Linked DNA regions of Mus musculus: region 2 is linked to region 1. Evidence: chromatin contacts called from public promoter capture Hi-C data. All regions are on one chromosome and are shown on one strand. The core of a region is the stretch at or near the end of the contact, and the rest is flanking DNA. Distances in the headings are between cores, read along the strand shown. Region 1 has its middle 8.5 kb from the start of Mir6537. Region 2 overlaps Sptbn4 (spectrin beta, non-erythrocytic 4).

What was found. Promoter capture Hi-C pulls out the DNA fragments that hold promoters and counts their contacts.
Region 2: a promoter capture Hi-C map of cranial neural crest shows a contact between it and region 1. The contact joins two enhancer-like sites.

The regions. Positions count from the first base shown.
Region 1 is chr7:25,086,738-25,090,696 of GRCm38.p6, reverse strand. It overlaps a transcript of Pou2f2 not described here. Among named protein-coding and RNA genes, the nearest start is that of Mir6537, 8.5 kb to the left of the region's middle. Within about 2 kb of position 1,551, at least 34 of the 459 cell types and tissues checked have an H3K27ac peak or open chromatin away from gene starts, as enhancers often do.
Region 2 is chr7:27,359,484-27,362,953 of GRCm38.p6, reverse strand. It overlaps Sptbn4 (spectrin beta, non-erythrocytic 4), which reads left to right. Exons shown (of 36, transcript NM_032610.2): 32 at 486-558; 33 at 1,095-1,387; 34 at 2,846-3,019; 35 at 3,169-3,211. Among named protein-coding and RNA genes, the nearest start is that of Shkbp1, 5.2 kb to the right of the region's middle. Within about 2 kb of position 1,488, at least 223 of the 459 cell types and tissues checked have an H3K27ac peak or open chromatin away from gene starts, as enhancers often do.

The sequences.
Region 1 (3,959 bases), core at 302-2,801:
AGGAAAACCAACTGTTGGGTGGTTTGATTCCCTGATTTTTTTAAAATTTGTTTTTGTTCTCTCGTTCTCTCGTTCTTTCTCTCTTCTTCTCTTCTTCTTCTTCTTCTTCTTCTTCTTCTTCTTCTTCTTCTTCTTCTTCTTCTTCTTCTTCTTCTTCTTCTTCTTCTTCTTCTCCTTCTCCTTCTCCTCCTCCTCCTCCTCCTCCTCCTCCTCCTCCTCTTCCCCCTCCTCCTCTTCTCCTTCATCTTCTCTCCTCTCCTCCCCACTTCTTTGTTCTTCTGTCATATCTCTTGACCTCCTTTCTGTTTCTCTCTTCAAACCAAAGTGTTGCTGTGAAGGACGCGAGCCATTGAAATCAGAGTGACCCTTGCCCCTGGCTGGGCAGGGGCAGAGAAGGGGAGAGGGGAGAGCCGGGCAATGGCCTGGGCCCCCTTCCATCCTGGACACTCCGAGGAGAGGCAGCCAGAGCCCTCAAGCCTCAGCGTTCTCTTTTCTTCTGGTCTCCCTTCTCTCACCCAGAACAAAACTGTCGGGGCTGGATTACAGAGGCAGCAGAAACTAACTCTAGGCCAATGCAGGGCCTTGGGTGGAGTGGCTGCCCCTCCCACCCAGGCACCAATGGGGCACCTCGTCCACCCATCCTCGCTGGAATGTAGTAAGCATCTTTACTGAACCGATCCCGCCCCCTCCCCCAGCCCCTGCCCTCATCCTACCTCTGAAGTTGTCCATTTTAATTTCCTGGAAAGCGGCTAGCGAGTGGGCCCGGACTCAACCCAAGGGTGCAGAGGGGCCCAGGGGCTCCTGACCTTTATAGGAAGACATTTGAACAGAGCAGAATGAAGGAATGACAACCAGAAGAACAAACAACAACCAACCCTCTGAGAAGACAGGCAGCGTGGAAGGCACGGTGGAGATGACTCGGACAGAAACCATGATTCTAGACCAAAAAAAGAAAAGGGGAAAAAAATAGTTAAGAAAAGAAAATCCGGGACTCACCACCACCCAATTTATCCTGCTTCTTCCTGATCAAGTCCCCACCCTAGTGTGGAGGAGTGGGGCAAAGAGAGGAGGAAACAGGGGCAGGGATGGGGCAGACGCCCTGACATTGGTGGAGGGAACCCCCATGCAGCTGGGGGTGGTGGGGACCCTCCTCATCCAACCCCCACACTGGGAAATGAAAAACAAGGAAAAAATTCCTAGGAGGGGGAAAAAATAACCAAATCCCAAGCTTTAACTACAGCTGTGAAACCAAATATCGGGAGGGGGGTGGGAGGGTGGGCTGGAGGGGCAGGTGAGCCCCACGTCTCCCCTCACCTCGGGCCCCTCTCCCCCGAGGACTCGAGATAAGGCACCAAATACCTCATAGAACTTTAATGTTAAAAAAAAAAAAAAGAAACCAAATATCGTTGGCTGGGGGCCAGCCAGGGCAAGGGGCTGGGGGCTGGGCGGAGCCAGGTTTGGTTAGGTGGGGGGGCGGGGACTGCCAGTCCCTCCCACCCCCACCTGCCCCTTCCACTCCAGTCACCCCAGTCTCCGACTCCAGGAAACAAAACTATCTCATCGTTTTTATTTTGTGGTCTGTACAGAGCCTGTGTCCGTGTGTCTGTGTGTGAGCGAGAGAGTTGGACGGCTAGGGAGTTTCACTGGAGTGGGGAGGGAGACCCCAGGCCAGGCTCTGCACCAGCTTGGACATCAGGCAGTGGACCCGGGGCCTGGGCTGGGGGAGAGGTGAGTGGACTAGGGGGAGAAGAGCTTTGAATTTCTCTTCTCCCAGCCCTGACCCCTGCTTAAGGGAGGAACAGAGAGAGGCTGGTCTGCCCTCGACGGTGGGCCTTTTGTGCCAAAAATAAATAAATAATGCCAGTAACTAAACCACCTCTCTGTTCCCTTCTTGGGGGTCAGGGTAGGGACTAGAAGCGGGAGGAAGGGGTTGGGTGTGTGTATAGGGGAGGGGAGGTACGGGGTCTCCAAGCCCTTCCCCTGGGGCGCTCCAGCCAGGGACTAGTCAAGTCGGGGCCCATGACCTGTTGACCTGGCTGTTTCTGTCATCCAGCCCATTCCCAGGGTGCCTCTCTCCCCCTCACCCAGGGTAAGAACTGAGTGAGACAAATGAGCACGATTGAGACACGCGGGCCCCCACCGGTCTCTGAGTGGGAAAGGCAAGTGCGAGAGATAAAGGCCTCCAAGAGAAAAAAAAGAAACAAACCAAAGATTTAACCATTTAAAAAAATAAAAAATAAAAAAAAAATTAAAAAAAAAATAAAACCACAGACAACTCCGCTACCTTTTTATACGTTGGGGAAAAAAAATGAAAAAAAAAAAGTTAGAATTAAAAACTAAAAAAAAAAAAAAAAAAAAAAAAAAAACCAAAAACAAAAAAACAAAACAAAAACAAAACCAGAAACAAAACAAAACAAACAAACAAACAAAAACCCAAAAAAATTTAAAAACAACAAAAAAAGAAAACAGAAACAAGAAACCCACAAAAACTTCAAACCGCGGTTCTTTTGTGTGGTTTAAACTTTGACCTCAGCAGTCTCCAAAGCAAGACGATGATGACAAAGGCGGAAAAAAAAAATGTATATTTTTAAGTATTTGTCCTTGGTGTTAGCTCCTTCCTAAAAAACAAAAGGAGCAAAGGAAAAAAACAAATCCAGAGAAGTGTTGCTGGAATGGAGACTACTTACTTTGTCTGTGAACCCCCCCATTCCTCTGCCCCCGCCTTCTCTAGCCCTGCTGCCCTTCCCCCAACCTGTCCTCCAAGGCTAGGGGCTTAATATTTATTTATTTATGTAATTGCAGGGTGCCAGTGGCTTCTCCTGAACAGAGGTCCTTTGGATCATAGCCGGGTAGGGGAGGGAGGCAGGCATCTTTGGGGTTATGGTCTTTTGATCAGCTTAGCTACCCTGGCTCCGGGTATTAGCCCACCATGGCCGGCCACCATCCCTTCTCAAGGCCAAGGCCCTAGGGCAGAGTGAGCACTGTCCTTGTAAAGATCTGACTGGCTCCACCCTCTCGGTGTGGCTGTCCTCTACAGACTCACTTGAATGCCCAGGTGGAGCCCTGGTAAGTAGTGGGCCAGGGTGGGGGCCCTGGAGTGACCTGCCTTCCCTCCAGGCCCATTGAGGTAGCTCTTTTGGTTGTCAGACCCCTGTGTTGGCAGCCCCTCCCCTCCCCTCCCCGATCCCTTCCCTGTCTCTTCTTGTGGTAGCGGGTTAGTGTTTCCGTGTTTTTAACTTCAATCTGCTTGTTCATTGTACAATGTGCTTCTTTTAAGGCCCCGTTTTTGTAACTTGTGTCATTCATCTGAACCACAAAATCAAAAAAATAAAAAACTAAAAACTGTACAGAGAGAACTGATGTCTGGTGTCCCTTGGCCTCCCGAGTCCTGAGAAGTTAAATCAGGGTGGCGGGGGGAGGGGAAGACTGCTCTGTTAAAATACAGGATCAAGAAGAACGCTGCATGGCTCTGTGTGCCCAGGGTTTGAAAGGCTGAAGAAAGAGGACTGACTGCCTTGAGCACCAAGCTCATAAGCTACTTGGTAAGTACAAGGCCAACATAGGCCTAAGAATGTCTTCAGTGAAGCCGGGCACTGGTGGCGCACGCCTTTAATCCCAGCACTCGGAGGCAGAGGCAGGCAGATTTCTGAGTTCGAGGCCAGCCTGGTCTACAGAGTGAGTTCTAGGACAGCCAGGGCTACACAGAGAAGGGGGGAGGGGGTGTCTTCAATGATGGGCTGGAGAGATGGTTCAGTGGTTAAGGACACTGGAGGAGCACTTCAGTCTTCAGTTCAATCCCCCCTCCCCGCCCACCCCCAACCACAAGGTGGCCCACACGACCATCTATAAAGGGATCTGATGCCCTCTGCTGGAATGCAGGTGTACATGCAGACAGGGAACTCCTACATTTTAAAACAAAATATAAAAGAGAATGTCTCAAAACAAACAAGAAAACAACC
Region 2 (3,470 bases), core at 239-2,738, 2.3 Mb before region 1:
TAACCCTAAAAAAATTAAAAAGAAAAATATTTTAAAAGATCAAACAATTAAAAAAAAAAACCTTAAAGAAGATAGGGATTTGGCCAGGCGTGGTGGTGCACTCCTTTAATCCCAGCACTCGGGAGGCAGAGGCAGGCGGATTTCTAAGTTCGAGGCCAGCCTGGTCTACAGAGTGAGTTCCAGGACAGCCAGGGCTACACAGAGAAACCCTGTCTCAAAAAAAAAAAAAAAAAAAAAAAAAAAAAAAGAAGAAGAAGAAGAAGAAGAAGAAGAAGAAGAAGAAGAAGAAGATAGGGATTTGGTTGTACATTGCGTAGCTGTGTCAGGAACCCCCATGTGTGTAAGACTGCTGAGTGTGCAAGGCACACAGGTGAGAGGCTGCTGAGTTGCAGGCAGGGGCCAGGTTTGGAGCCTTTTCTGTCCAGCCAAGGCAGAGCAGTAGCAAAAGGCCCAGAATCTCACTTCTTTTGTCTCTTCTTCTCCAGGAAGGCCACTCTGGCTGATATTGTGGAGCAACTTCAGGAGAAAGAGGCAGGCCCAGGGATCCCTGCTGGGGTGGTAAGTTGAACAACTGGGATGGGTGGGTGTAGAAGCCCTCTTAGTGGCCAGGATTTCAGAGGCAACCATTACCCAGGCCCATCCTTCTTCCTGGACCTTGCAGTCAACAGAGACCCCATACTCTCCCTTAGAAGATGAAGCCTCAGACCCGGAGGCTTATCTCTCTCTCTCCACGCACGCACACATAGTGGACTCTAACCCCCCCCCCCCATCTATTTTAGAGTCCACATTTCTCCGGGCTTGTGGGGTGCCCATTTTCTTATTAGTCACACACGAAGATTCTTCATACAGAAATTCTATGCACCTTCTACCTCCTCAGACCCTGCTCCTAACCTCCCAATATTCAGAATTCCAAAGCCTAAATTCGAATGACCCATTATCAAAACCTATAGGGTCCTCTCAGCCCTGAGGGTCTTCTCCAAGATAGGTGGCCCTAAAGACGCATAGGACCCCAGGCCCTCGGGCTCCCTGAGACAGGATGCTCCCCCTAGTCATCATGCACAGTACCCCTCTCCCCCCTCCCTTCATTCACACAGCCGTCGCTGCCTCAGCCTCGCGAGCTTCCCCCTGGTCGCCTGCCCAACGGGCTTGAGCCGCCCGAGCGGACACCTCGGCCCGATCGGCCGCGGGCACGGGACCGGCCCAAGCCGCGCCGGCGGCCACGGCCTCGAGAGGGTGGTGAGGGCGGGGGAAGCCGGCGCTCGCGCTCCGCCCCTGCCCAGGGAGGCTCCGCCCCCGCGCCGCCACCTCCGCCCACTCACACAGTGCAGCACGAGGGCTTCCTGCTGCGCAAGCGCGAGCTCGACGCTAACCGCAAGTCGTCCAACCGGTGAGCGCGTGGGCGGGGCTTTGGATGGCTTGGGCGCCTGCTCTGGGTATTTAATGAATGAGTAGCTGGGCTGGAGGAGGGGCGGGACTCAAGTTCAAAGCTTCCAATCCGTGAAGTGGAGAGGCGTGGCCAAAGCTTTGAGTGTCCAATACTGAGGTGTCTGGAACTGAGATAGGAGCATGACAAAAGTGTCCCTAACGTTAATAAATTGGGATTCAATCTCAGCAACCACCTCACGTGATAAAGCAGCAACCTGGAGGTAGAGTCTACTCTAGATAATTCCAATGGGGTGTGAATTGGAGCCTCAAGATGGCATTCAATCCGTGATCTGGAGGGATTCCCCCCACCTGGCAACCCTCAGCCACTACATTTTCAGTGGGGGAGGAGGAGTCTGAAAAGGAACAGAGCCCAAACTGAGGACCTAGTACATTGTTGCAGGTTATCTCAGTTGTTCAAACGAGAAGCTTTTTCTTAAATTATCTAAATTATATTTATTTGTGTTGGGGTGAAAGCTGTGTGTGAAGGTCACAGGACAACTGGTGTGAATTAGTTCTCTCCTACGCTATGTATGTAGGTCGACTAGGGATCAAACGCAGGTTGTCAGGCTTGGCTGCAAATGCTGAGCCTTCTACAGGCCTAACCACCACGTGTTTGCATGTGTGTGTTTACTTTTGGAGTCCATCTTGTCCAGTACATTTTTATCCAACTGAGATTTGGAATGTGGGGGCAGGTATAGCCAGGACATGAACAGGGCAGGTTCGGACTTGGCAGGTGGGGATCATAGTGGTTTTTTTTCCTTGCCACCAGACCAAGATGGCAATGAACAGGGATATCTATTGTATGTTATTTTCCTATCTGAGACTTCTTCCAAGATTGGGGCTTTGGCTGGGAAACCAGATCTTCTTATTCCAAACTGTAGAGTAGTAAAGCTTCCTTGAAGGAACTTGGTGAATGGTGGGAAAATGAGAACTAGTGAATGAATGGGGGGTGGGGGTGGGGGTGGGCGGTGCTTGAAGGTTGTGTGGGGTGGAAATGAGACCAATAACTGAGGCAAGGGCTTATAACGGAATCAGGACTGGAAATCTAGTCCATGGTTTTATGCTTTATTACTGCTGAGACAGACCTCCAACTCCTCACTAGTGGATTCTGGACAAGGGCTCTACCTCCTGCTAAGCTCTATTCCTAGTCTCAAAGCTTGCATCTTGCTTTTGGAAAGTCAATGTGGGATGAGATAAGGAGGAAGCATAAGGAAGGTCTAGCCTGGGCAAACTCCTGGTTCTGGGAGCCTTGACCACACTTGCCAGAATAGGAACTGCTTAATAGAAAAACAGCCTGGCATGTGGCTAAGTAGCTAGGACAAAGGGCCAGCGGAAGGAAGGTGCAAAGTAGCATGACCCAGCATACGCTTTGTGATGGTAATGATGTAGCCCTGCCTTCATCACCATCTCATCACCCCAGGTCATGGGTGAGCCTGTACTGTGTGCTCAGCAAGGGGGAGCTGGGCTTCTACAAGGACTCCAAAGGCCCAGCATCAGGGGGCACGCATGGTGGGGAACCACTGCTCAGCCTGCACAAAGCCACCAGCGAGGTGGCTAGTGACTACAAGAAAAAGAAGCATGTCTTCAAGCTCCAGTGAGTCCCTCCCTCCCTCGGGAAGAAGGGAGGGGTCCCATCGTCGCTTCCTTTCCTCCTTGTATACGCTTGGTTCCCATGAAAGACGATGGGTGATGGGGAGAGGGGTTGGGTTCCTCAAGATACCTGAAGTCCTGTGTCTCCTGCAGGACCCAGGATGGCAGTGAGTTCTTGCTCCAGGCTAAAGATGAGGTAAGATCTGATCCTCTCATCCCACAGGTTGACCTTAGCTTAGTGGCTTAGCTCCCAGGGTGGTTCCTGAATCAAAATAACGGGACTATAGAAGGAACCACACAGGTTGGACCTGTCAGGGTTGTAACAGGAAAGCAGTGAGAGCCCCGAGGAGCTTAAGGAGTCGGGGGTCATGGGGAGGGATTCAGGGCAGGTGCTTGCTAGCCATGATAACTAGGTCTGTCTTCTTTGCCATGGTAACTCAGAAGGCCAGAAAGAT